Regions from separate parts of the Mus musculus genome. Here all the other regions are linked to region 1. The links are chromatin contacts, called in public Hi-C, HiChIP or PLAC-seq and promoter capture Hi-C maps. All regions are on one chromosome and are shown on one strand. The core of a region is the stretch at or near the end of the contact, and the rest is flanking DNA. Distances in the headings are between cores, read along the strand shown.

Region 1 (3,456 bases), core at 313-2,812:
TAATAACTCCCTGCGGCAAGCATCATATATGACCATTAGTCAGTAATGACTAGAAGCTTTTCATCCTGGCTGTCAGCCTGTAAGAATTCCAAAACTGGAGCAGAGGTGGTGTAATTAAATGACTTGTTCAGTGACAAAGGTCTTTGGACTTAGGCATCCTCAATGTTTTGGCTCCAGCGTACCATTCTGAACAAGGCAGTGAAGAGGAGTAACATTTTGCATAAGGGTATTTAGTTTTGCTCTCCATCAAGAACGTCTCTTACTGGAGGAGTTACTCTAATAAAATAGGCTACCTGGCCTCTTTCAGTACCCCCAAAGAGAATGCTTCCGGGGGGGAAAAAAGCGCACTGTGTTGATGAGACACACGTGTTGAATTTCCAAGACACACTTTTCTGAAATAATGACCCTTACCTGTGGAAGAGATGCTTGCAAAAACTTCTTGCAGAGAAGGTAGCAGCGTGGAGGGCTCAGCCTTCCAAATATTCTGTAGTAAGGTACTCACTTTCGTTACCTGGGAGACATACTCCCGTAGTTCCTTCTCCTGAGTGGACACGCACTGGAAATGACCTATCGTTCGAACCAGCTGTTGACAGAAGGTAACTGACAGTTTCCCTTTGGGGACGCACTGCACGAAATCGGTCAGGAGGTCGCTCAGCCGGGCACAGAGCACTGGCTCCGGCCTCTCGCAAACCATTCGCAGGACCTCCACCTGGAGCAGGCTGAAGAGATCCAGCACCGACGGGCAGCTCATAATCAGCTTCAGGCCGTTGTGAATGTAGTCCAGGATGGCGACGTCCTTCCTGTCCACTGAGTGGTAGCCCTGCTGAAGGAGGCCCAACACGAAAGTCTTGTTGAAGAAGGACTCGAACTCCGGCCGGTGGTACCGCGCGTAGGCCTCCAGCACCTGGTGGCCCACTTGTCGCTGGAAAGGGTCCTGGCCCTCCAGGATGAGGCGGGTCGTCAGGTCAAACATGGCCTCGCACTGCGCCTCGTCGAGCCAATGCTCCGCGAACTCCACCACCTTCCGCACAATCATCCGCTTGAGGGGCAGCGGGTGCGAGGAGCTCACCAGGCCTTCCAGAATCTTGTCCATCGTCGCCACTCTGCAAGGCCAGGCCCTGGGGATAAAGAGCTGGCAGCGGCAGCCCCGGGGGGCAGCAAAGCGCCCCGGCGGGGAGGAACTTGGAGCCAACCAGCAGCAGGACCGGCCACCGCCACCGCCGCCTCAGCAGCCACATTTATCGAGTGGGAAGGCCCATCCGAGCCGGGACGGGAGCGAGCGATTCTGGGACGCCGAAAGGCTGCGGGTCCCCGCGGTCCGCCTCAGGGGCCGGAGGTCCGCATAAGGCTGCCTCGCTGGGCCCGCGACCTCTCCCAGCCTCCGGGCGCAGGGACCCTCCAGGCTGAGCTGGAAGGTGAGGAGCGCCTTCGTGTCCCGGGTCAGTGCGGAGCCCCGGCTCCCGCGGGTGGGCAGTTAAAAGTCGCCCTGGGTTGAGTCAGGAGGCACTGTCAATGCGAGTACCTCGATCTGCCAAGGAGAGGAGCCGGAGGCGCGGAACACCCTGAACCCGGAAGCAGAAATACTGGCGAATAGGAAGTGAAGCTCCGAGGTACAGCGGATAGGTCCGCCCTCGCCCCGCCCACTTTTTTCCGGTCCTTTCCCGGCTACGTTCGACCCATTTCCTGCTGGCCCCGCCCCTCCCCCTTCTCCATGTAGCTCCTCCCCCGATAGGCCGCGCCCCCTTCCCTGGCGCGCAGGCGCAGAGGCACGGAGTGAGTCACGCGGCCACTCTCACGTCACTGGAGACTGTGTGGTACGTCACTGGCGGACTTCCGGAGGCGCTGCTCAGGGAGCCTACTCTGAGCTCTGAGGTTCTTGTCGCCGGACGTGGATTCCGTCAGTGGTGAGGGTTAGAAACTCAGAGACCACTCAGCGCGAGCGAACCGAGAGTCTATACTGAGCCGCCGGCGACTGCCGGGGGGAAACCCTTCTCTCAGAGCAGCCGGAAGAACGCACTGTGCAGGGAGCTGTAAAAGGCAGAGAACACGGAAACACTACTTCCTTGTTTGCCGTTGGCAGGGAAATAAAGTAAGCAAGCAGCTTACTAGAAGCCCAAAACGTGCAGTTGCCTGAGGCATTTCCCCGAGTTTCTAGGACAGAGTTGGGGTACAGGACTTTTCACTTTCATCAGGGAATGATGGTGTCAGTTTCCGGGTAAACCAAAGATGGCTCCACCTGAGACAAAATGGAGGAACTTTTACTATGTCATAGTCTGAGACATGTTGCTTATGAAGACAATTCGAGGAAGTGCTATTAATTGTTTAAAATCTTGTGTCTGAGAAAATTTTGGAAACGCGAGAAGAGCACTAGTTGAGGAATGGAGGAAAGTATAAGAAAACAAACAAACAAACAAACCAAGCTTTGGGGGAAATCTTTCTAAAGACCTTGTTAGGCCCAGACATACTCCAATGCCTTAAATGGCTGGGTTTTTCCTCTGAAACAATTGCTAATGTAGAGAGAGTACTGGTGGCTCATATATTTAGTGGTGATTCAAAACAAGGTTGTTGTAAGAATAGATTTTTTAGCGGGTGGTGGTGGTGCTCGCTTTTAATCCCAGCACTTGGGAGGCAGAGGCAAGTGGATTTCTGAGTTCGAGGCCAGCCTGGTCTACAGAGTGAGTTCCAGGACAGCCAGGGCTACACAGAGAAACCATGTCTGGAAAAAATAAAAAATAGTGAGCTTTTGTATTCAGTGTTCAGTGTATAAGCAAGATCCTTCTCAGCTAAATTTAGACCCAGGCATAGTGGCATACACCTTTAATCCATGGAGATAAGGCCAAGCAGATCTCTGAGTTCAAGGCCAGCCTGGGACAAGCAGGTTCTAGGTGAAGAGCTTAACTCCAGGCCTGGTGGTACATGCCTTTAGTTCCAGCATTACAAGAGACAGCCATGTAGGTCTCTGAGTTCATTTCAGGAAACCCAAACTTAGGCAGAGAGGGAGTTAGAAAACAGAAAGCTGATAATAGAACATGGTGGAGGTGGGAGGACACATTCCAGCTTCAGCAAGCAGCAGAACTTGGCAGCTTTGGCCATGTGGCTCTGGCTTTAAAGAAGGGATTACTGGGACAATTGATGCTGGTAGCTGGAGCTAAGAAATTAGTGGTGATTACGAAGAGACCAGCGTCACTGAAGTGAAATCTTCTGGGAAGTGTTTTCTGAGAGCACAAAGAAACTGTGTTCCAGAGATAGCCAAGGCTAGATCTCGAGCTGCAGCTCTACGTGGTAATGTGTAAGGGTCACCCAGGTGGTTTTGAAGGCGTGAAGTGATCAGAAAGAGCAGCTGAGGCTTAGCACTGTGCAAGGCCATGGATGGCCATTGGTGAAGGTGCCACCCCAGTTGTAGTTGATGGCCCAGAACTGAGTCATGCAAAGAAGTTGAACCATGAAGAGAACCTA
Region 2 (3,456 bases), core at 590-3,089, 1.4 Mb before region 1:
GTATATATGTATATGTGCACACACACACAAACATACACACACACATACACACATACACATATACCAGTTCCTGTGACTTGGAAATCCATATGTGAAAATACAAAAATCATTTCTTTAACATCAAGTGGGCTTTCAGATTCCCCAGCAGGCAACAAGGAGAGGGATGGGGACAAATGTGAAAGGTGTCTACAAATTATAGCCTTTAATGTCAAATGTACTGGGCAAAAACTAAGAACCCTGGTTGTATATGTGTGTCCATCTACAAGTGAACTGTGAGCCACATGATAGGAAAATATTGAAAACATAACAGTTCTAGGAGTTTAGATTTTCCCCCCAGTCACCCTCTTCCACATGGCTGATTCTAAACTCAAACTGGACATAGTGGTTTAGCTGATTGGGTCATATGGTTCTTCTCAGAATTGAAGCTTTGGTGTTTGGAAAGGTCTCAGATGTTGGGCTCAAGGGGGACAGATTGGAGAAGTAAGTTTATCAGAAGAGTTTATTAATGCCATGGGTGGGCAGGCAGACAGCTGGCGGGGGCTCTGAGGAGGAACCAGGCCTACCTGGCAGGGGTGGGGTCCCTTTTTATAATACTCCAAAAGGAAAGGTCGAAGCTTCACTGCTGAGACTGCACCTGGGCTTTCAGATTCCCCAACAGCCAACAAGGAGAGGAATGGGGACAAAAGTGAAGGCAGCTACAAACCTACTTCCTCAAACGAGAAGTCCAAGCCCCTGAAGGTCTGATAGCTGGGAATTCACAGAGGGCTCCTAGTCATCAAGATCTGTGACGGGGAGGGCTGCTGAAGGTGTTACAGCCTACGCGGCAGTGTGGTCTGGATTCTAAAGTATTCATTCTTCTTTTCCTCTTTTCCTTCCTTCTTTCTTTGATTTTTTTTCTTTGACAGGAACTCACTATGTAGCCCTGGCTGGCCTGGAACTCACTATGTACTATGTAGACCGAGATAGCCTCAAACCCGAGATCTCCCTGCTTCTCCCTTTTGCCTCCTGAGTGAGACTAAAAACACATCTGGTTCAAAACTTCATCTTTGAATTGTGGACAACTCAATAGTTTCTGCTAACAGCAAGAGGAAAAATAAGAACAAAGGGAGTCTGTTATGTGGTAATAGCTTCAATCCGTTATTTGCTGTGTTTGAAAACCAAAATTTGACTGATGTAAATTGTGTTTTTTACTTGTTATAACATTATGAGACACAACTCCGGAGACACTGGGTAGTCAGCATACCCACACATCTCTTCAAGGCTCTCCAGGAAATTCAAACTACAGCAAATAAGTTATTCACAACCTTAATAATCACTTTAATAAAACTAGTAATAGCCACTCTGTGGCCTTTAATACTGATGCCTGGAGGGCAGAGGCAGGCTGATCTCCATGGGTACAAAGCCTGTGTGGTTTACAGAGAGAGTTCCAGGACAGCCAAGGGGACACAGAGAAATCCTGTCTTACAAAGCAAAAACAAAGCAAAACAAAAACTACTAATAACTTCAGTGAACAGACTTTCGTGGATAATTGTTCAAAGTAGTTTAGAACAAAAGACTGTTGCAATAAACAAAACAACCTTTAAAAGGAACTTTGTTTTCTGATTGCTTCTGAGGCTGCTCCATAGGAGGGATTCATGCCTGGCAAAGCAAACCTGGCTTTGGAGCCTTAAGCAGAGAGGCCTCAGGTACTGGTGGGGAAAGCACTGGTACTGTTTTGCTAAATGGGCCTGGTGTCAAATTGCCCTCTAGGTATTTCTGTTTACATGCATAGATTAGTGCTGCTCTTTGCCCTGGCCGGAGAAGGTTCTGTGTGCAGAGAGCAGCAGTGAGTACAGAGACTCACAACTCATCTAAGTGCTGGGAAGAGCTGACTGCTGGGTGCGTAGGCCTGATGGGACATCTATACTAACCCTCCAGGGCTCAGAGCACATCACGGAAGAGGAGACAAAAGGAATGTAAGAGGTGGAGAGGAGGGAAGTGTGCTCTGAAATGCCCTTTCCTGGCTCTTCTGGACACAGCATGACCATGGTGCTGGTGAACTCACAGCATGCGAGGTTACCTGCACAAGATCCATGACATCACAGATGACGAAGGTGCTCTTTAGGCCCCAACCCTCAGGGAGACTAATTGGCAGTTAATGTTTGCTTTTTTCAGTGGTGTAAACACAGGTAAATTGTCAACCTGACCGTAAATAACCTTTAACCCCTGTTGGTGCAAGCAAGCATAATTAAACTCAGCAGGTCACACAAACATACACACACAGACACATACAGAGACACAGACACACACACACACAAGAGTAAACTTTTATAGTTCAGCAGGAGAGAGAGATGAAAGGCTAATGGGGCTGAATAGAATCAGAAGACATTAGAATGGGGTACTGTGGGAGCCCTTAATTCTAACACTCAGGCAGGGTCAGGTGCCTCTCTGTGAGTTCAAGGCAAGCCTGGTCTACATAGCAAGTTTATGGTCAGCTGGGGACTACACAGTAAGACCCTGTCTCAAAAAAAAAGGAGGAAGAGGGAGAAGGAGGGGAAGGACATATGTATGAAATTGTCAAAGAATAAATTAAAAGAACATTTAAATAAAATAATTTCTTTTTTAGTTTTTAAAGACAGGGAGTCTCAATGTAGCCCTGGCTGTCCTGGAGCTCACTCTGTAGACTACACTGGCCTTGAACTCTGAGATCTGCCTGCCTCTGCCTCTTCAGTGCTGGGATTAAAGGTGTGACTTCCACAGCCAAGCTTTAAATAAAATAAATTTTTACCTTTGTCATAAATGTAATCTCCATTCCAGGTGCAGTAATGCTGACCTGTGTATATTTCCCAAACTAATGGAAAGTAATCTCAATTTGATATAACAACTGAAATGTTAAGGCCAGGCGTAGTAACACAAGCTTATCTGCTGCCTTCTTCATTGTGTGTCTTTGCCCAACCTCCATATCTACTGCCGTTTTTAATGTCCTCAGCAAGCAACGTTTTAGAAAAAAAAATAAGAGAAAGCAACTGGGGAAAATATATTTAGACGAGACTTGGTTGTATCTGTTCTTTATTTTTCTTAGGGGGAAACAAAAAGTGGCTGTGGTTGGTCAGTGGTGTTGTAAGACTAACAAGCCTTAGCTTACCAGGGAACTCCCCACCCCCCACCCCGCCCCGAGTGAACAACGAGGACCAAGAATCGATGCAAAAGCAAGAGGAATTTATTGTTCCAGTGCACTGGGGTCATCCCAGACCCAAAGGAGAAGCGGCAACTCCCCTCCCTCACCAGTGACCCTTTCAAATTTCTATACAGTTTCCCGGGGAGGAATAGAGCATCAGCAACTAGGGACAATTTGATTGGCAGAACAGTTCGCCCTTTAAACGGATAGATCTTTAGGGAATAAGGTAGTAGGGGCCTAATTAGCCTCTACCTTCCAGCCTACATGCTCTCTGACCTGTCTCTTCCAGGAGGGGACGG
Region 3 (3,456 bases), core at 495-2,994, 1.4 Mb after region 1:
ACAGAGCGGCAGCACACACCTCAGATGAAGTGCTTCCCAAGGTCAAAATTCTGCTTCCAAATTGTTTCAATAACCTTAAGCCATTTTGCTAAAACTCTTCAAAATTAGTTTATATATATATATATATATATATATATGTATATATATATATATATATATATATAAATCTGTGTCCTTGACAAATGTTATATTATGCAATATAGCCACAGACACTTCTTAGAATTGAAACAAGATTTAACTAAGAAAGCACCATTGTATTTTTCCTTTAACCCACCAGCAATCTGCAGGAAAATTCTAAGAAGCAGCTTCCCACCGCACTGTACACTGCCTCTGCCTGCCAATCAGCAGCCAGCAGTAATATCTAAACTACTAGAAACCTGTCAGGGATCTGAACTAGGGAAAACCTGACCCCCTATCATGTTGCAAAACAGATCACAAGGCAAGAGGAGCCATTAGAGTGAGAATGGGACTGCAAACTCCCAGAAGGGAAAAGGGGAAGCATAAAGATCAGAGGAGAAGCAGACACATTTATAACAAGCCTGAAGCAATTTCTGACCCTTCCACATTTTAAGTAAAACTCCGGAGTTTGTTGTTGTTGTTGTTGTTGTTTTTTTATTCTAAAAGCCTAAAATAACTATAGTTTTGTCTCTACTCCTTTATTAATATTGATGTTCCCTCTTGAGTCGCTTCTTTCTTATCAATCCCTCTAAACTTCCTTTAAGAAATCCTTTAAATTTTAGTGAGCATTCAATGTTGATAAGGATCTAACTTGAGGCAGCAATCGTAGTAATCTGTTTATTTACCGGCTCAGACTGGAGAGTCCTGGCAGGTCAATGGGGCCTCCCTGGCGCCACCAATGAGAGTATCAGAAATCAATTTAAAATCACCAGTGGAAAGTAGCTGCTGCCAATCACCTCATTTCCATTTCAGCTTCTGCGGGACTCTGTCTCTGGTTCTGTCTGAAACCTGTCAGGACGCTGCCTGGTTCTGTCTGGAACCTGGATCATTAACATTGTTTGGGCATTAACATAATATTAAATGCAGGGGGGAGGGGCTATAGACATTCTTTTGAGCTTCCCTTTCTTGCAACTTTGCACTCTCCAACCCACTTGAAAAAGTTAGCTGGGTTTTCATCTAAAGCCCGCTTGAGTGAGGATTTTATTTCAGGACAATCTTCCCCGTTGCTTCCCTTCAATCTGGTATTTCATACAGACAACTGCTTTGATTAAGCCTTGAGCTAAGCTGTTGCTAATACAGACCCAGACCTATGGCCATTCCTGCACATTTATTTCCCTAGAAAACGCATCTTCAACAAGGAAAAGGTGAGTAATTTTTGCAAAGGGAGAGAGGAGAGAGAGAGAGAAAGAAAGAAAGAAAGTCCATAGCAGCCATCCATTCGCCGGGGCCAGAAGTTTGAAAGAATGTGGCAAGCAGAGCCGAGTTAGTACCTTTCCTGACCTCTCTGAGCTGTTAGATGTGGAACTCAGCCTTCCAAACACAGCAGGATCCCGTCTTCGTCCAACTCTGCAACTGGGCGGGGGCAGTCCTGCCCTGGCAAGGTCCCTGCAGCGCGTAAGGAGATGCACTGCAAGTCTTTTGGGCGCAGAGAATTGGGAGAGACTTGCAGGAGGACCTGCAAGCTGCCCTACTCTGCAAGGGGGAGGATGAAGAAGAGAACTCTGGGGAAGAGTGGCTGGACAGAAGGGGAATACAGTGCCACTGAGTATTGAAGTCTTGGTCAAGAAAGAGGGCGGGGCGGCCTGGCCGGCAGCTGGAGGGGAAAAGGGTGCCTGAGCAGAGCCAGAGCTGGGAGGGGCCCGGGGCGTAGGCTTTCGGAAAAAAAAAAAATTCCATTGTTGATCCACCACCACCAGCACTACCACCTCCCATTCTGTACCTCCATCGGGTTCTGGTTGAAGGGTGCAGGATGCAGGGCAGCAGCCAGCGGGAGCAATCAAGGCACAAGGAGCGAATCAGCTGGGGTTTCCCCGGTTTCCCCCAGTGCTTTCCAGCCGGGGAGTCCCAACCCCAGCTAACAGAAAAGTGAAAGAGAAAGAGCCCAAGCTGAGGCGGAGATCAACACCCTGGGGAGGTTGCGGGAGGAACACATGGTCCCGGCCACCTTACCAGGTGCCCACATGATTCTGCCACTGCCAGGTCCCCAGGGCGCAGAACCTGAAGGGCAACTGAGAGCAGAGAGCAGTCTCCTCCCCCTGGGCAGTTGGCCACAGCCTCTGTGTGTCCTGGAATGCCTTTGCCTCTGTGAAGTTTCAAGGAGTTGGCCTGAGTTCACAGGTTGCTTGCATCTACAGCAACTGGCCTTGCAGGGAGGCAGTTTGGCTTCCCCATAGAAGCCCGGAGGAGATCTGGACAGAGACTGTACCGGGAGGAAACGGAAAAGGACCTTGGGTCTGGAATGGGCGGTCCTCCAAAACAACCCTTGACCTGCTGCAGAGTCTGGAAGAGGGAAGTTTCTTTCTGAACTCTTGCTAGGAGGGGCCTGTTTGGGAACAGTAAACTTCCACTAAATTGACCCCTCTTGGGTCATTTTTCCAACCTAATTTGTAGCTGAATGTAAAACATTGCACATGTCTTTTGATGGGAAACAAGGCGTGGGTAAGGCAGCATCTTTAAGTTGGAAATTAGGAGTGATTATAGTGAGGAGGAGTTAACCATGTCAACTGTGTGTCTATTCCAGACAGTCCGAGAGCCCGGGGTCCCAGCTTTGGCATTCAGATGAATCATTGAAAAGACTCAGTGGCTTGCGGTTCCCAAAGCTTTTGAGAAAGCCAGGAGAAAACGATGAGGCCCTTGGCACCTAGTTAAACACAACTATGTTCTGTGTTTTTGTGTATTACATTAAAAAATGGTAAAAACTAGAATATTTGAACGACTAATTATTAACTGTGTGTGGCATTCCACATAAAATCATTGTAATGGGAAGTTTGTTCTCACACACTTATCTTGTATCCCTTCAAGGTTTATATTTGAAACAATAATGCATGTTTTGGTAACAATCACACCAAAATTTACTTATAATAAAAATCGTGAAAATGTGTATTTTACAACCATTTAAAATTTTACTACCATTATAAATTATATTTAAAGAAACATAAAAATCTGACTGGAGAGATTGCTCAGCAGTTCAAGAGCTTGTTGTTCTTGCAGAGGTCTGGACTTCCATTCTCAGGACCATACTGAGATGATCCACTAACAGCTGTAACTCCTGCTCCAGAGGATCCAACAGCATTGGTCTCCTGAGGGACCTGCACTTACACACACACACACACACACACACACACACACACACACACACACACATACAAATACATTTTTAAAATCAATATTCTTTTTGTACAGGATAATACAGTGAATTGTCTTGAACAGCTTCAATGAGTTTCAAACCCAACCACTTTTCCATTTCACACTGAAGCCCTGCTTCGTGAAATGAGCATG
Region 4 (3,456 bases), core at 541-3,040, 1.4 Mb before region 1:
AAGTTAGTCCCATAATTTCTTATTGAAGGAATATCAAAACCAGTATCAGAAGGCATTGCCTTCTCTGTGCACACACAGTCTGTTAATTGATCATATAGTACCTACTCACTTTAGGAAATGTATTTAAAGCACAAGTTTAGATATTAGTAAAAGAAACTATAGGTCTACAAGGTTGAATTCATTTTGGACCTGGGGAAGCACAGCTGGTAGAATGCTTGTTTAGCATGCATGAAGCTGAGTTTCATTCCCAGTGCCACACAGAACAGGATGTGGTGGCATACCAGTGATCTTAGTATTTGGGGAGGGTGGCAGGAGGCAAGATGGCCAGGAATTCCAGGTCATCTTTGGCTATATGGCAAGTTCAAAGCCTGACTGGGGTATATGGAGTATGCCTCTTAAACTAAGTCAAACAAAAAACAAAACCCTGGATTTCTCAAAGTGTTTCCCCTGTACAAGTAAACATTTTAAATTTGGGTCAAGGATTTTTAAAAAAAAAATTATTTAGCTTGCGATATATTTTCTAAAAATAGCACATTTATAGGAATATTTAAATATTAATAGCTTACATTTTAAGTAACGTGTTGCAATCCTACCACCTGGCATGTCTTGGCACCATTCCCAAGAATGCCTACACCTTTAAACCTAAGGTAATTTACCACTTTTCTTTTTCCAACACAACGTCAAGACCGAAGTTCTAATAAATTTAAATGATACGAGATGCTATTGTATGCTAGTAAAATAAAATTCTGACGTCCCAAGAGGTTAAGTTCCGGATTCGCAAACCCAATTGGACTGCTCAGGTCGGATTCCCCGTAGCGTTATCACCGAATTAAAAAAAAAAAAAAAAAAAAAAAAAAGAAGTAATTTCTTCTAACAGGGACAGCTCTTTGTGTGGCAGAGCGCAGCTGCTGTGACAGAATGAGCAGGCATGCCCTTGGCAAAGCCAGATCTTGTCAGAGTGTGAGCTGTCCCAATTTCAATCAACTGTCAACGCTTCATTGAGGGTCAAAATGGCTTAGGCTGGCGGCTCCAAGGGCCTCGGGTGAGGTGCCCGGTTTTCTGCTCTAAGCGTTTAGCCACCCCTAAGAAAACGCTAGGAGGGGAGGCCCTGAGTGGGGTGCGGACAGGTGCGTCCTCTGGAACTACACAAAGGGCCGGCGGCACCGCCACTGAGCCCCTAGCAACTGCACGCAAGCTGCGCTCGCGCGCTTTCCGCCGCCCCACGGCGCTCAGGGCGGGAGGCTCGCCGGGAGGGCGGGGCAGCGCGCGCAGGTCAGCGGCGTAAGCGACAGACACCCTCGGGCCTGCTCGCGGACGCGGCCTGGGAAGCGCGAAGGCAGTTCTAGGTTCGGCACCGCTAGCATTGTAGGGATTTGTAGTCCGCGAGCCCGTGGGGCACCTCCCCTCCGGGTAGGCCGACCCAGGCGTCCCCGCCCTCTGCACGAGGACTTCCTGCCGCGGCTTAAACTACAACTCCCGTCGTCCGCTGCGCCGAGGGCTGAAAGCGAAAACAAATTCTAGGCTGCGAGGTTGCTGCCCTCCGCCCGGCGCCCCTTCCCGCTCCCCGCCCCTCAGGCGCCCTCCGGCGAGGTGGGGAGACGAGCGGCCGTGGCTTTCTCTCCGCGTTTCCTCGGTTCTCGGCGTGGGGTGCGTGCGGGAGACGCAGGCCTCGCTTAATCTCAGCCGGGCGCGCCGCCGGGGCTTTTCTCGCCTCACACCGGTCGAGACCCGGAAACTTGTGGGGGCGGCGACCCCCGGGCTGCCCGCGGGCGCGTGTCCCTCCGCGGAGGCGGCCGCGTGCGGATGGCCATGCACTAGGCTGGGCTCACCTATGCTCCGGGAGAGCGCCGGCCACCGCCTCGGGCCGCTGCCGCCACCGCCTCTTCCTGCCGCCGCTCGCCGTGTCCGCGTCGGAGCCGGAGCCCGAGCCGCAGCCTGCCCCAGGCCCGGGCGTCGAGCAGCCGGCGGCGCGGCCATGTGGGGCTAGTTCGCCCCGCGCACGCTGCAGCGGACCGGCAACATGGAGGCAGCCGTCGGCGCGCCCGACGGCGTGGACCAGGGCGGCGTGGGGCCGCTGGAGGATGAGACGCCCATGGACGCCTATCTGCGCAAACTGGGCTTGTATCGGAAATTGGTCGCCAAGGACGGGTCGTGCTTGTTCCGGGCTGTGGCCGAGCAGGTAAAGGACCCGGGCCGGAGCCGGGCGGGCGCGGGGCTGGGTGCGACATGCCGCCCGCAGCTGCCTGGCCGCCCACGGCGGGGCTGCGCGTGGCTCGCTGTCGTCACAGCGGCCCATTGTAACGCCGGCACGGGACCGAGTGAGGACATCTCGGGCGGCCTGCTCGCAGCCTGACCGCCAGGGACCCAGCGACATGCTGTTTTTGAGTTGTGTTCCGCGTTCACCTGCGCTCAGTTTTTAGCAGCCGAGTGTTCCCACTAGTTAACCTCATGTTTACTGGAGGAGGTGCGGCACTCAGTGTGACTGCTTCACATTTTTTTTTTCCTGTTGCTGGACTTTGGAATGCGGGGTAGTCGGTCTCACCGGTGTCACTCGAAACAGGCGGCCAACTTTGCTGTTTAAGGAAAGCAGTCTTCCTGTATAGGGTCTTCCCAGTGACTTAATCTTGAGTAGGTCCCATACTATACTATGTTGGAATCAGGCAAGAATTTACTCTTCTAAAGGCCTTTAAGTAATAGGATGGATTTTCAGTATAGGCACATGTCGGGTTTTTTTTTTTGTTTCCGTTTTTTGTTTTGTTTTCCTTATTGGTCAAAAATTATTCCCAGTACAGATCGAACATTTTACCAAAGAGAAGTGAGTTAGAACTCAGGAGTGGGACGAGTTCCAGGGAAGAATACTCAAGGCTTTTCTTTTTTGAGAGCGAGCCCTTTTCCCCATGTTATGTAATCAGATGTAGGTGTGGGGTCACCAAAACCCATCCTATATTTGAAGACTAGCTGCTAAAGTAGTTGGATTAAAAAAGTTTCACATTACTGCTCCAGTTTGTATTTCATACCATTTACAGTTTGCTTTCCTTTGGCTTAATCTGGAGTTTTTATGGTTTTGTCCCCTCCCGCCCGCCCCCTTTTGTGAGCTAACTAGCTTTTAAGATTTCTGTTTTAGAATCACCAGGCTATGTATTTTTCAGAGTATGTAAATATGGAACACTTTGCACTTATGACAGGTATGTCCATTGAAACATTCTTTGATGCTTCCCAAACCATCCTACCATTTGATATCTCTTATTTTCAGAAATGTAGGAAGCTCCAGTGTGGGTGCTGTTTCCAGCCCAGTCTTTACTGTTACATAGGTAAACAGTCTGCTCCATTTGTGAGTTTTCCAGATGAAGAAGATTGTCTCCTTGTCTCAGCCTTCTTGGCCTCTAGCACCTCTAGAAGCTGAAGAGGGGAAGTGAAGTCATCCCATGGTGTCGGTTTATATTATAGTGCATTAGC
Region 5 (3,456 bases), core at 632-3,131, 1.2 Mb after region 1:
TATCTGGGATGCAGATGACTGGTCCTGAGAGCAAAGGCTGCTGTTCTATAACCCTGTAGGACATGGTTCATTTGGTTCTAAGTTATCACCTTGTTTCAGGATGCCTTCATGAACTGGCTTTGTGTTCTTCACGATGCTTTCTCAGTTGGCATGACCACACTGCTTTTCATTCATTAACAAGTTGCATACAGTTTTTATTTGTTCTTATTCATATTTGACTCATAACTTTGTGTTTCAGTGTATGCTCTGAAATAGCATGTTCGTATGGCAAAATAAACATTCAGATGCAGTTATTAGGCCCTAGTTAGCATATTAACCACATTTCCCTTTGAAATAAAGTCTCAAGCTCACACTTGAGAAAGGCACCATGCTGTACCTTCATGTTTATATTTCATAAGTATATAGGCATCAACAGCTATTGAAATAGCCAAACACACCGTTCACTAACATATTTTAGATTTAGGCAAATCAGTGCTTACTGATTGCCCACAAGTCTCTCCCCTCTACTGTCAATAACACTATCATCAAATAAAGTAATTCTGCACATTCCATTTTATCTCAGTCTCCCCCAAATGCTGCTTGGATCTAAGATATTTGCTGATCCTCCTATGAAGATTTTTGATGCTATTTCTGCTTTTCTTACACTGACTATTATTTATATCTATCTCCAATAGGTATAGTGTATCTTCTGATACCTTTAAAAGTAGTTTGATTTTATAAGTAGGAGAAATAAAGTTTGAAGTTTCAATTATGTTCTAAATACCTTGGAATTTGTCTTCTGTCCTTAATGTTCTTTCCAAGTTGTTTGCCATGAATACTACAGATTTCTGCAGAAGTTCTCTACCTGTGAGTCATGACCTTTGGGGTCTATATCACATATTTGCATTGAGATTCATAATGGTAGCACAATCAGTTATGGGGTAGCATTATGTTTCTCTCCCTGAGTTTCTTCTGTCTACTTTAATTCTTTTAGGCATCTTCAACTTAAAAACACCTCAAATTTGATTTTTGTTCTGAACACATTCCCTTCCTCTCAGAGACTATTCGCTCCCTTCCCATACTTGCATGAAGACTGTTGACAGCTATATCTTCTGATGGGCTTATAGTATTTTCTCTTTTCTTTCTGGTGTAAAACCAAGTAACTGTTTGAATTATTAAAATATCTAACTGCGCTCTGTTTCTGTGTCCCCTGCCTCTGACTTTGTCTTACTCTCACATTTACAGTTACTTAAACAGAAGTAAGATAATTTAATAATAATTTTCAAGGCACCCACCTCCAGGGTCTTGGGCTTACTGTGCCCTCTACATGACTCCTCTTCCTCTTTGTAACCATCGTTTGCTTTCATGTATCTTCCTGAGTTTTAATATCACTGCTTTTCCTTACTCTTCAGTAAGTTGCAATGATGCCCCCCATCAATCCACACAAACATAGCTCCCTTACAAGTCTTTATATTCACACCATTTATCATCCTCTAAAAGCATTATATATTCGATTTTTTTTCATTGTTGAGCAAATGCTCTTAATTTTATTTAAGCTCCAGGTTTCGACTTTTGGATGATTACAACACTGATGTGTCCAGTTCATGAGATAACTTATTGCACTAATCAATTAATTACAAATTACCCAATTACCATCACAGTAAGTTGAATTAATTTATATTTACTGCCCATTTGATAAAACACAATCTAAAAAATGTTATCAAAAATTATTTCAGTATTTGTACTTAACACAATGTTTAACCCAGTTTGTGTTTGTTCTGTTTACATGTAGATCAGTCATAAAAACTGTTTAACCTTTTGCATTTTGATGGAGTAGATATTGGAAAATCTTAACTAGGACAGCTCATGTTTTAGACTTTGACCTCAACCACCCAGCATTTGGTCTATCAGGACAGTACCTTGTCCAACTCAGATTCTTTCCGTAAACACTGTCTCTGTGCTGGCATTCACCTTGATGTCCTTGTTCTTCAAAAAAATGCTTTGCAGACACTAAGTTGCAGCTCTAAGGGTTTCTCAAGAATTCTCTTCTCCTAGAACATTAAGGAGGAACAGATAAGCATCATTTTTATCTGAAGATAACTAGTAATTGTGAGTGTATTATTAAGTATTGTTAAGTCTTATATGTGTATGGGGCATTGGGCTATACACAGACAGTCTGGTCTCCAGTCAAGCTGAAGTCTGAACTCCGGAGTGGTGATGATTCACCTATATGACATGGTAGGCATTCCCTCATGTCTCCTGGACTCGAAGCTACTGTCAAAGCTACTGCTCCCACAGCCCCCACAGGAGAAGCATGGTTAGTAGTCACATAGACAATGTCCCAAGCTTCTGACCTTCAGGCTAGACTCCTCCCAGTTACCTAGCAACAGACAAGATAACAGCCCACCATAAGAGTTGCTGCTTAACCCCACCTTACTCTCTTACTCTCTCCTCTCCTCTCTCCTCATCCTCTCCTTTCACTCTCTTACTTACTCTCTCTTTCTTACTCTCTAGCCTTTCTTCTCTCTCTTCTTTCCCCCTTCTCTCCTCTTGACCATTTCTAGTCCATCTCTTTTTCTACTTTCACTCTTTCCCCCTGCCTTTCTACAAAAAAGCTATAAAACCATAGACTGTTTAACAAGACCCGCTGTGCTTGGATGATGGGATAGGCTTTCTCCTAATGAGCCATTTCTAATCTCCTGATGGAAGGCCTTCCTGTGTTCCAGTCAAGGCCTGGACTAAGGACTCTCACCTGTGTGGGAACCTCTCTCCCTCAGCCCTCTGTCCCATAACCCTGGGGCTGTGGGTGTTGCCCAGGGGCCCCTCGTTTCGGGGTGTGCCCCTTGTCACCCTCTGCCAAGTGGGGTCAGTGGCTTAGATGCCCACCGAGGCTGAGTGGAAAGCATCTGGCAGTCCTCCTGAGTCCACCTGCCCAGAGCATACTAATATATATATATATATATATATATATATATATATATATATATATATATATATATATATGTATATATATGTGTGTGTGTATATATATATGTATGTATATATACATATATATATATGTATATATATATGTAAGGCATTTCTAGTTGGTATTGAAACTTCTGAATTACCAGATGTTTTTCAAAACTTTTTCCCACTCAGCATGAAATATTTATCTTACATTTAGAAAAAAATTGTCATACAACGAAAATAGTAAATGATTCCCATGGAATAGTACAGACTACTATTAAAGGACTTGATGAAGTATCTGTTTTTCTCACGTGACACTAATTATCATTGTCTAAAAATGGCACTATATGATCTCCTAAGAATACAATCATACACACTCTCCCAGCATTAGCTCCACTGGGCTGCAGACACAGACTCTCACAGGGCAAAGGTGACTTGAAGTTGCAGAGTTCGTTTTGCTTGAATCAGATGGATTAAGTGGTCCTGTCAGTCTGTTCCAAGATGACACAAAACAAAGTGACAACTGGA
Region 6 (3,456 bases), core at 242-2,741, 1.0 Mb after region 1:
GTGTGGTACAAATATCGTTACACTCATCAAAACACAAGATAGGATCATTGTGACCTCATGAAATCACATCTCTCATGGTGGCTGTGTGAAAGCAAAGGAGTAGCTCTGTGGCTTGGATCTGAATCTCTGCTATTTGTTAAAGGCTTGATCCTTTGTGCACCACTCCTGGGAGGTGATGGAGTCTCCAGGAGATCAGACCCCATGAGAAGTATTTAAGTTATTAGGGATTTGGCCCCTAGGGTGTTTGGAGAACCACTCTCTCCATTTCCCTCTTTAGCCGTCTAGCTATGGAATGAGCAATGTACTTCACCCATACTCTCTGTCATTGTCACAAGGAAGCCCACCATAGAGTAATGGATTTAGTCAGCCTGGGACTAGATATTTCAAAGCTTTTAGGCAACATAGATAGAACTTTGCTCTTTTCTAGGTCATTGTATTTTGACTAATACAGTCGGTAATGTAAGGAAGCCAAATCAGTATTTATTAGGGTAAGATAAATGCAAATTGAGTTTTCAATTCCTGGACCACAGTTAGGAAATGAATCATAAAGGCAAGAACAGGAAGAGAACACCCTCAGCCTGCAGAAATAACTATGAAGCAGCCAGACCCCAGCACACGCTCCTTTTCCTCAATTGCCTATCGCTGTCAGGATTTAACCTGCTTTTTCTATTTTCCCCTTAGGATATGTCTAGATTAGAGGCCTCAAGAGGGCCGGTGTCTAGGCTTATGATTAACATTGGCCACATGTATTGACTCACACAAAGAAACTCGCTGTACCTTGTGCTGAGGCATGCTCCCCAGTAATTTACCCTTCCATGCTCATATTGATGACTAGAATACTGTTCACGTGTGCACACCGAAAAGTTGAATTTTCAACACATGCTCACACAGAGGGGCTCAGAAAGAGCTGTAACTTTGCTGTCATAGCATGTGGGTTTTTGAAAGGGACATTCTAAGAGTATAGATCCCCATCCCCATCTCCTGTCCTTAACACTCAACCATGAAGGTGTTTTCATTTTGGTATTAAGTGAGATTTGTGTGTAATATAAAACACATGTTGGATACAGATTGGTTTGTGTTTACCTCAAACCATTGGGCATTTTGTCAGCTTCCTTTGGAGCTACTTCAGCTGTTCCTCTTCATAGAAATTCATGAGAAAATGAACAGAGCTGAGACATCTCTCAGCTCTTTGTAGGGCATTTAGTGGCTATTCGATCTTTTTAGCTTTTCTTCCCCCCCCCATATCTGAAAAGTTGTGATCCCAAAATTAAGACTGTCTACATGCTTTTGTGGAGTTAATTATTTTAAATGAGGAGAGAAAAATCAAATACCTGAGAAGAAAATGGCTCAGCAATTGGCAGGACAGCATTACACCACGCTACAGTTGGTTGCTACATGGCCCTTTTATTTTTCTCCCGAGTAACATAAGAGCCATTGAGCTCAGAGGACACGGACATCCTGTACAGGAAATAGATGGTGTGTGGAGGGGAGGGAGGGCACCCAGCAGTCATCCTTTGAATCCTTTAGCTAGTTTCACTTGAATACATTAGAGAAGGCTGTAAAAGGCTGGGAAGCAGAGATCTGCCTGGATGGCTTCCAGGTTCCATCAGAGCTCAGGAAAAGCTCAGCTAAGCCACATGCATTTTATGTTTTCCTGAGGAAAAATTCTGCTTGTTGGTCTCAGGGTTAAGGAGTCTCAGCAAGTTTTTATGAAGATACTAAAACATTCTCTTCATTTTTTCATCTGCTGCTGAAGGAAGCCCATGAGAGAACTACAATTCAGGGACTGCCAAGGTGATGAGCTATGAGGTACTGATGTGGTGGCAAACCATGATGCAAGCACAGGTGCTCTGCTTCCTAGGCACATCTTACCAATGTGTTTTCCCACGTATACACATGATCATACATGTGTGGTCATACACATGTGTAAAGTGGAAAAAAAACTAAACTCAGGAAAGTACATGTGAGTGCATGCATAGATTTTTACTTTGACCACAATGTAAAAAGAGATGGTTTTGTGTGAAGCACAAAACAGCCACCATGCAAATGGGGGACTATGGAAGGACATGACAGCAATGTGAGAAGAGTGAGCTCTTTTCCCCCAACCAATCATCAGCTTTAATAAGAAAATGGAAGCATAGTTTGCTCCTTGTAAGAACGCCATGAAATGTTCATTGTAGTAGGAAGACCATTTACGATCTGAACTCTGCCTCTCTCTGGCCCTCCATAGCCTAATGTGCTCACGTCAGAACTTGGGATTTGCAGAGTGCACTGGGTGTTAACATGGGAAAGAAACATGTAGTCATTGCAGTTGGCTGGGGCAGTTCCTTTAACTACTGGCAGAGCTGATAGTTTCTCTTTATAAAAGATACATATCTGTTACCTTCCTTGATGCCTTGTGTGTCTCCATAGAAAGCATACTGTCTTCCTCAAGTCATCTTACCATGCTCAAACACTTCCAACTCTTCAATTATAACGGTCTTCTAAATTCTCATTTTTCTTAAATTATAATCAAAAGTATATAATCACTATTTTTTTATAGAATGTGTGGTATTAAATGGAGATGCTGGAATGTTGCTAGTGAGTGAAATGCCTCCTGTTTCTCTTCAGTTTAGAGTACCTTTGTATTTCTATCCCTATTCTAGTAAAACTAGAAATGGTCTCTATCTTTCTCTCTTTTGTTTCCACCTCTGTCCCTCTCTCTTCTACTTTCCTCTATCCCACACTCTCTCATTCTGAAATTTATAAGTGGCCTGTGAAGCTTCCACTTTCAAAAACCTTTAAGAAAAGCAAACAGCTGTATTTCGCTTGAATTGACAAGCTCATTCAAGGACAAAAACCTATACACTTAAGTTAGCTTTTTGTTTTCAAAGTAGAAAGAGCACATCACACCCCTGAGCAAGCTACTACCCCTTTGGCATGGGAGAGTGTGATTCAAGATGCTTAAGCAGTAGATACATGTTCTTTGAGAACTATGCAAATGTAACAAGGAAAATGTTTTATTCATTCTTGAATTAAATGACTGACAACGTAGTTCTACTTCAGCCTGATAAAGCAGCTCCACCTACTGCACAAAAGCTGTATTTCCTGCCTGATAATTCCACAGTGGGACCTCAAACCTACAGAACCAATCACAGGACAGAACATGGTTGTAGTTAACTTTCAACATTGAACTATGAGTAAACTTATCAGAACTGTCTTTTCCTAGTGTTTTAATATGTAAGGGTGTGTGATATCAACACACACACACACACACACACACACACACACACATGCAAATACTTTTTCACATTGAGGATAACAGGTACAGAATGAGAGAGGATGGGGTATACAAATAAGTATGGAAGATATATGGTAACACAGAGCATTGTTTGTTGGCACCTGAAATGTTATTTATTCAAAAATAAGTCATCTTTCCCATTTTCTTATGTAATCAATGGTATAAGAATCATGTCA

What was found. Promoter capture Hi-C pulls out the DNA fragments that hold promoters and counts their contacts. A called contact is a pair of places that touch in the nucleus more often than the background predicts. HiChIP or PLAC-seq counts read pairs in DNA pulled down with a chosen protein or histone mark. Capture Hi-C pulls out chosen DNA fragments and counts their contacts.
Region 2: a promoter capture Hi-C map of liver shows a contact between it and region 1, with 3 times the contacts expected there. The contact joins the enhancer-like site here to the promoter of Usp38 in region 1. A contact is called at or near these places in 4 of 39 promoter capture datasets (the C10 cell line, hematopoietic stem and progenitor cells, liver and 1 more) and 3 of 115 datasets of contacts at active chromatin or transcription factors (the 230-238 cell line, effector CD8 T cells and fetal liver).
Region 3: a Hi-C map of B cells shows a contact between it and region 1, with 9 read pairs. The contact joins the promoter of Il15 here to the promoter of Usp38 in region 1. A contact is called at or near these places in 6 of 39 promoter capture datasets (cranial neural crest, frontonasal cranial neural crest, liver and 2 more), 1 of 484 Hi-C or Micro-C datasets (B cells) and 4 of 115 datasets of contacts at active chromatin or transcription factors (bone marrow-derived dendritic cells, large pre-B cells, pro-B cells and 1 more).
Region 4: a promoter capture Hi-C map of adipose tissue shows a contact between it and region 1, with 4 times the contacts expected there. The contact joins the promoter of Otud4 here to the promoter of Usp38 in region 1. A contact is called at or near these places in 10 of 39 promoter capture datasets (cranial neural crest, embryonic stem cells, hematopoietic stem and progenitor cells and 4 more), 8 of 484 Hi-C or Micro-C datasets (Th1 cells, brain, cortical neurons and 5 more), 7 of 115 datasets of contacts at active chromatin or transcription factors (astrocytes, cardiomyocytes, embryonic forebrain and 4 more) and 4 of 9 other capture datasets (adipose tissue, embryonic stem cells, liver and 1 more).
Region 5: a contact with region 1 is called in a promoter capture Hi-C map of liver, with 2.3 times the contacts expected there. The contact joins the enhancer-like site here to the promoter of Usp38 in region 1. A contact is called at or near these places in 7 of 39 promoter capture datasets (the 3T3-L1 cell line, 3T3-L1-derived adipocytes, cranial neural crest and 3 more).
Region 6: an H3K4me3 HiChIP or PLAC-seq map of pro-B cells shows a contact between it and region 1, with 4 times the contacts expected there. The contact joins the enhancer-like site here to the promoter of Usp38 in region 1. A contact is called at or near these places in 12 of 39 promoter capture datasets (the 3T3-L1 cell line, 3T3-L1-derived adipocytes, the HPC-7 cell line and 8 more), 6 of 115 datasets of contacts at active chromatin or transcription factors (the 230-238 cell line, astrocytes, forebrain and 3 more) and 1 of 9 other capture datasets (liver).

Annotation. Positions count from the first base shown.
Region 1 is chr8:81,013,344-81,016,799 of GRCm38.p6, forward strand. Usp38 (ubiquitin specific peptidase 38) reads right to left here and starts at 1,563. Exons shown (of 10, transcript NM_027554.2): 1 at 412-1,563. The coding sequence starts at 1,093.
Region 2 is chr8:79,614,117-79,617,572 of GRCm38.p6, forward strand. No RefSeq gene overlaps it. Among named protein-coding and RNA genes, the nearest start is that of Otud4, 24 kb to the right of the region's middle. Within about 2 kb of position 1,840, at least 21 of the 459 cell types and tissues checked have an H3K27ac peak or open chromatin away from gene starts, as enhancers often do. A contact at or near this core is called in liver, where this site is marked.
Region 3 is chr8:82,400,842-82,404,297 of GRCm38.p6, forward strand. It overlaps Il15 (interleukin 15), which reads right to left and starts at 1,745. Exons shown (of 8, transcript NM_001254747.1): 1 at 1,459-1,745.
Region 4 is chr8:79,637,886-79,641,341 of GRCm38.p6, forward strand. Otud4 (OTU domain containing 4) reads left to right here and starts at 1,791. Exons shown (of 21, transcript NM_001256033.1): 1 at 1,791-2,179. The coding sequence starts at 2,021. Gm51579 reads right to left here and starts at 2,020. Exons shown (of 1, transcript XM_030243905.1): 1 at 1-2,020. The coding sequence starts at 1,977. The coding sequence ends at 1,468.
Region 5 is chr8:82,248,165-82,251,620 of GRCm38.p6, forward strand. No RefSeq gene overlaps it. Among named protein-coding and RNA genes, the nearest start is that of Gm38590, 43 kb to the left of the region's middle. Within about 2 kb of position 1,882, at least 6 of the 459 cell types and tissues checked have an H3K27ac peak or open chromatin away from gene starts, as enhancers often do. A contact at or near this core is called in liver, where this site is marked.
Region 6 is chr8:82,026,065-82,029,520 of GRCm38.p6, forward strand. The region is part of intron 17 of Inpp4b (inositol polyphosphate-4-phosphatase, type II); the gene reads left to right. Among named protein-coding and RNA genes, the nearest start is that of Gm25267, 120 kb to the right of the region's middle. Within about 2 kb of position 1,492, at least 35 of the 459 cell types and tissues checked have an H3K27ac peak or open chromatin away from gene starts, as enhancers often do. A contact at or near this core is called in pro-B cells, where this site is marked.